Regions from separate parts of the Sus scrofa genome. Here region 2 is linked to region 1. The links are chromatin contacts, called in public Hi-C maps. All regions are on one chromosome and are shown on one strand. The core of a region is the stretch at or near the end of the contact, and the rest is flanking DNA. Distances in the headings are between cores, read along the strand shown. Region 1 holds the start of GNG3 (guanine nucleotide-binding protein G(I)/G(S)/G(O) subunit gamma-3). Region 2 has its middle 17 kb from the start of SCGB1A1.

Region 1 (3,047 bases), core at 167-2,666:
CAGAAACCCTGGACTGCAGTCTCCCTCTCCAAATAGGTTTTCTTTTGCCATCGCTAGGGCTCCTTAGGACAGTTTTCTCTTCCCGCGTCACCCACGGAGGCTTGGGGTCAGCTCTCCTTACCGATCCCAGGACTCCTCCTCTGATCTCAAGAAAAGAAAGCATCTCTCATCCTGAGGTTTGGCAGTCTACAGTACAGCCCTGCCAACTGGGATCTAGGGCCCCACCCACCTTTATCCTGCACAAACTAGCTTCAATCTTAAGCTGTTCCACCATCTTGCGGGCTTGCCCAATGCTCATAGTGCTGTTCACAGGGGTCTCCCCTTTCATCCTGGAAAAGAGAGACAGCTCAGAGCATGATAGGGGGCCCTGCACAGTCTCAGCTGAAGGCCCCCCGCTCATCAGCCTTTACGAGGCTGGGTCATATGCTCCCGTATTTTACTTCCCTCTTATCCCCAACCTCCAGTGGTCTTTCCCACCCCTGTCTTCCAAAGCTGAGGAAATGGAGAGGTGGGACGAGAAGCTCCCCAAACTCCTACATGGCCTGGGCCTCAGATCATTAAACGTACTAATGATTCAAGGCTTACAGCTCTCAAGCTCTGTGTGTTGCCAGCTTGGAAAACCCCAGCTAGAAACAGGAGCCCCGCCCTGATGAGGAGAGCACATAACCCCCACCCGCCCCCGTGAGCCCCAAAGGGAGAAAAGCAGGATGTTCCCTACTCACCTGAGGCCACAGGCAGTGTCAGTCCTGGGGAGTGGGATCTGGGGTGCACCAAAACCTTCTGCCTGAGATGGGTGCCCCACCTTGCAGGGAGTTGCAGCTGAGAGTATCTGACGCAGCAGCCAAAGCAACTAATACAGAGAAGGCCACGGGGGAGGGGAGGGTCAGAGGCTGGTGGAGGACTGACTGGTCCCCGTTTCTCCAGCTCAAGCACTGCCCAAATACCTGAAGGATGAAGGATGCTAGAAGGAGCTGCTCAGATCCTGGCGCATACCAATCGTCTGGCCAGTGGGGGAGCCTAGCTGCTCTGCCTGCAGCCCCTGTGCACACCCCCATCGTTACTGTCTCACAACCTGCCCTTCCCCCATTGCAGGCATCCTGAGTCTGGGCTAGAGCCCTCCCCAAAGGAGCTGAAAGTAACTGAGTCCCAGGCAGACTCCCCCCCTCAAATGGGGTGGTCTGGACCTGTGACAGCCCCTGCATTGGAGTCAGTACTGGCTGCCGGGAGACCCTGCTCATTTGAAAATCTGACATCAGCTGGGCAGTCACCCCCCCCACTCCACCCCTCCTCCCTCTACTCTGACACAGCATTTAGCACCTGACTCTTCGTTTCTCTCCCAGGGACCCTCCATTCCCAATTTCCAGGAAAATGTGATGAGCTACAGGTATCAACTTCTAGATCACCACTTAATGACCTAGCTACAAGTGACTGGCGTGGAAAATCTAGGGGCAGCGAGGTCCATCAGGAAGATGTCTAAAGAAATGGCAGACCAAAAAGAAGGAGAAGCTAAGGAAAAAGAGGTGTGCAGAGACCAGATCAAAGAATCGGACAAAGAAGAGGTAGGGGAGAGTTCAGTGGGTGTTTCTGGAAATAGATGGGCTTCCTGGGGGTGGGTGTGTATTGGTCGGGAGATTGCGTTGTGCTTAGTGCTGTGAGGAATGCAAAGATGTACACAACACTGACCCTACCCTCGAAGGATCTTTTTTGGGGTGAATGGACATATATAGAATAGAGGGTGCCACTCGCCAAGACTAGTCTAGATAATGCGCTGCGGGAACTCTGTGGGAAAGTCTGGTTAGGGTCAGAGGAGGTCGATTACGCATCAAAAAAACTGGAGACCAAACACGGACCTGAAATGCTACCACTCTTGTAAAACAGGGGACAGCCAGCCCGCCAGCGCAACGCGCAAGATGCGCAGGTCACCACAGATCACAACGTTCTCGGGGCGCATGCTCTCTGCTTCGAATGCCTACAGGTCCAAGGAGGTGGATGCCCACCTCTCCCCCTTTTCGGGGTTTAAATAGTGGGTAGTGAACGTTTGGGCGGAGGGCCGTGATTGCGGCCTCGAGAGGCGGGCCGAGAGGGATGCTGCTGACTCATAGCTTGTCTGGGGCAAATTTTGGGGCTTGGAAGGAGGCGCCTGTCCCCTTTGGTGCTGGTAACGGGTGGGTAACGGACCACTGGGAGTGACAGTGCCGAGCTCGAGGAGGTGGGAACCAGGCGGCCCGGAAGGCCCCACCCCTTGCTCTGGGCCCCGCCCCTTGACGAGGCCCCGCCCCCCAGTGCTACAAAGGCAGCCGGCGGAAGGGGGCGGGGCTTCCCCGAGAGGCGGAAGTGCCTTCTCGCGGTTTCCCTGGCAGCGCGCTGCTGGTGAGTCTGCGGAGCTGCGGCGGCCGGCGGGCTGCTTTCTGTGGTGGTGTGGTTGGATGGGGGCACCGGGCCCCGCGCCCACTGCCAAACCGGAGGGGCCTGGCAGGGAGCGGCCGTTGGCTGCTGGATGTCCTGCCCGGTGTGGGGCGTGGCGCGGTCTGAGAGCGAGCGTAGTTGCAGGCGGAGAAGAGAAACTCGGGAGGCCACTGTGGCTGCGCTGAGGCTGCTCGCTCTGAGTCCCGCTGTGCGACCTTAGGCAAGTCCCACATTCTTCTTGCAACCACCTCGGAGTGGGGAATCAGTGTCATCATGTGTTTAAAACCGCCTTTTTTTAAAGAGAACTTTAAGGTGCGCCTCCTCTGTATGTCATGTATTGCTGCGAATGAGTATCAAGGTGTTCCCGTCCCAGAATCAGGTGACCAGAGAACGAGTTCAATTGAGGAACTCTAGCACCGGTGGCAGAGAGAGAAAGCACCTGTGGAGGAAAGGAAGGGATGGTTGGCTGAGAAAGGCAGTCAATTGGAAAAAAGCCATATGAAACAAAGACTTTGCCATGTCTTGGTGTCTCCAGTTCCTCAAAGACAGTCCTAAGCTTGTCCTTTTTTTCCCCCACCTCCTTGATGAAAGGAGCCATTCTTTCCCCCTCTCTGTCTTCTTCCAGGAACCACCAGCTGCTG
Region 2 (3,007 bases), core at 355-2,854, 260 kb after region 1:
ATGCAGCTCAGCCGGCTGTTTATTTCTCAGCTTTAAAGGCACCCCAGGGTCTGAGGAGCAAACAGTTCCATGCATTTGTGCTCTGAACCTCTTGGAGCCTGGAAAAATGCTGAAAAACAGCCTCTGATGCTGTAACTTACTTTCCTCTAAGCTCACTGGTGGTCTTTCCCCAGTGGATTCAGAACGCCAGGAAGTATGATGAGTAAAGCACACGGATCTCTGGGTCCCAGAGGCTGGAGAGGGAGAGGCACTGGTCAGGAAGGGTTCGGCTGGGAGCAGCCTGTTCCATGATGGCCCCGGGGAGACCTGTGCCTGCCAGGTGGCCTGGCCAGAGGGGACAGAGTGTGGGGACACCTCCTTGAACCTCTGGTGCCGCATGGGGTCCGTCATTGTCCACAGGGTCCTCTCCCCACTTCAGGTCCATTCTCCCCAGAGCGGCCAGAGCCATCTTTTAAACCTAAATCAGATCAGGAGTTCCCACTGTGGATCAGCAGGTTAAGAACCCAACTAGTGTCCATGAGGATTGGGGTTTGAGCCCTGGCCTCGCTTAGTGGGTAAAGGATGCGGCATTGCTGTGGCTGTGGTGTAGCAGCTGCAGCTCGGATTTGACCCCTACCTAGCCTGGGAACTTCCATATGCCACAGATACAGCCCCACCCTGCAAAAAAAAAAAAAAAAAGTCAGATCATGTCACCTCTCTGTGTAAGCCCCTCTTGGCTTCCCACAGCACTCAGAATAAAACCCAAAGCCTCACCTGGTCCACATAGCCTGGGGAGACCTGTCCCCACCTGTCTCAGGCCCCATCTGTATTTCTACCCCGGCACTCAGTACCTGGGACCATGCTGGCTGGCCTTCCCCCCTGCAGGTAGGTCGAGGGCTGGGCTGTCCAGATTATTTCCTGATTGCAACTCACACAGCCCCTCTGTGGCCCAGCCTGCCCTCACTCCCATTCCTTTGTCCCCTGTCACTCCTGCTTTCTTTCCTTGAGAGCCTTCCTCACCATCTGAAATGATCATATTTACCTGTATCTTTGTCTATTAGCTGTACTCCCCCCAGAATGTAAGCTCCACACTCACCTATGACTCTCCAGGCCCCAGCACGTAGGAGGCGCTTATTACTTTTTTCTGGTTTTATAGCTGCACCCGTGGCATATGGAGGTTCCCAGGTTAGGAGTCGAATTGGAGCTGCAGCTGCCGGCCTATGCCACAGCCACAGCAACGCCAGATCTGAGCCTCACCTGCGACCTACCCTGCAGCTCACGGCAACGCCGGATCCTTAACCCACTGAGCAAGGCTAGGGATCGAACCCGCAACCTTATGATTGCTGGTCGGATTTGTTAACCACTGAGCCACGACGGGAACTCCTAAATGTGAAGATTTTGAAGGAGAAGAAGAGCCTGTGCTGGGAAGGGACTGACAGACCTTGGCAAAGAGAAGCATCCTAACATTTTTGTGTAATTACATACTTCCCTACCGCCCAAACTGCTAAAGTGTTAAGTTTTAAAATACAGCCCTGACTGAAGTAACTGCACCCTCTCTCTGACCTCCAGAGAGTTGAGCCTCTGATGGCAAAGGCCCGGCAGCCTGAGGCTGGCTGTCCTCTCGACTGGTGACACAGCGCCCCCTATGGGGCTGTTTGGAACATGAAACTTTGAGCTTTTTTTCTCGAGGCCTCAGAGGTGTCAGCTGTAAATTGGAGCTAGCAGAGGCCACCAGCTGTCCTTCTCAGAGGTACTGTCAGTTCCGTAAGTGCTAGGAGGAAAATCAAGCTTTCCAGAAGCTCCCACTGAGAAGTGTGAGTAGAGTCGGCTGGGGAGGGGTGGCCGAGGCCCAGGGCTGGGGGTTGCCTCAAGGGTCTCACAAGCGTTTGGAAAGGCAGACAGAGGAAGGCGACTGGGGTTCATAGCTGGTCCCCTAGCAGCTGCTGTCGAGGGGAAAGACAGAAAGGCTCCCTGGAGGAGGCGTCTCCTTGGGGGGAGTAGGAAGTGAGGTCAGAGCTGGGAGAGGCTGGGCCCCCTGCATCGACTGTTCTCTGTCTGCTGGGCTTGGCGCTGGTACGGGGGACATCGAGTGGGAGACAGATCGCAATGGTGACAGTTTCCATGGAGGAGGGGTCCCTTGGGTGGGTTCTGTGATGGGCAGGCCTGGGGTGGGGGAGGAGAGGCAGGGTGCTCTGGGCAGAGGCAAGACAGTGTGTGAAGCTTGATGGCCCCAGGGCAGGGAGGGAGGTGGGACAGGGCATCCTGAGAAGCCAGCGAGGCCAAGGCCCAGGGGCTGGATGAAGCCAGAGAGCACTGGGCGAGGCAATCCGTGCAGAGCCTTGAGTGACAAAGAGGCATTTGGCTTGACCTTGGTCACAAGATGCCCCGGAACGTGTAAGGAGGGGTGGAAGGCAGGCTGGAGCAGGGGCAGTGGGGAAGGAAGAGGGCCTATGTCTGGGGGATGGAGGGCCTGTTGGGGGGCGGGGGGGAGGTGGGTAAAGCCAGGGCTGGCACACAGCTCAGTTCACTGAATCTTCTAGAAGCACCACGCTGAAGGGCGGACTAGGGTGGGGTGGAGTTTGAGTTCAATGTTATTTGGACTTTGTGGTCATGGCTGTTGTTTGTTAAATGCATGTGAATGATCCCCCACCCGGGCACTTGAACTTGGATGTACACAGAGCCACCGCCCACACCCACACCCCCACGCAGGCCTGGGGCCAGCCTCTGCCTCCCTGGCGCAGCCCTCAGCCCCGCAGGGTGGGGAGTTGGCTGGAGAAATGGCCCCCGGGGGCGATTCTGGGCTGTGACCTGGGGCGCCCCAGCTGTAGACTCATGTTCTGCTCCCTGCCCCCCCAACTCACAGTCTCCCGAGGTCCCAGCCCCCTCTTCCCCACCCAGGCCCTGACCTGTGGGAGCCTCTGCCGAGAGGGCCTTCACCTCGACGGGAAGCTGACCTCTGTCCCCCAACGGCAAGGGGGCCTCCTGACCCTGACCTAGTGGATGGGGAGCACGGGGCCTCCTGGTCGGC

What was found. A called contact is a pair of places that touch in the nucleus more often than the background predicts.
Region 2: a Hi-C map of skeletal muscle shows a contact between it and region 1, with 4 times the contacts expected there. The contact joins the enhancer-like site here to the promoter of GNG3 in region 1. A contact is called at or near these places in 24 of 47 Hi-C or Micro-C datasets (adipose tissue, alveolar macrophages, blood and 14 more) and 2 of 2 datasets of contacts at active chromatin or transcription factors (alveolar macrophages and skeletal muscle).

Annotation. Positions count from the first base shown.
Region 1 is chr2:9,053,654-9,056,700 of Sscrofa11.1, forward strand. It overlaps GNG3 (guanine nucleotide-binding protein G(I)/G(S)/G(O) subunit gamma-3), which reads right to left and starts at 1,417. Exons shown (of 3, transcript XM_013994205.2): 1 at 723-1,417; 2 at 230-329. The coding sequence starts at 328. BSCL2 (BSCL2, seipin lipid droplet biogenesis associated) reads left to right here. Exons shown (of 14, transcript NM_001348785.1): 3 at 1,341-1,559; 4 at 3,032-3,047. The coding sequence starts at 1,470.
Region 2 is chr2:9,318,022-9,321,028 of Sscrofa11.1, forward strand. No RefSeq gene overlaps it. Among named protein-coding and RNA genes, the nearest start is that of SCGB1A1, 17 kb to the left of the region's middle. Within about 2 kb of position 1,605, at least 13 of the 83 cell types and tissues checked have an H3K27ac peak or open chromatin away from gene starts, as enhancers often do. A contact at or near this core is called in adipose tissue, fetal skeletal muscle, skeletal muscle and 1 more, where this site is marked.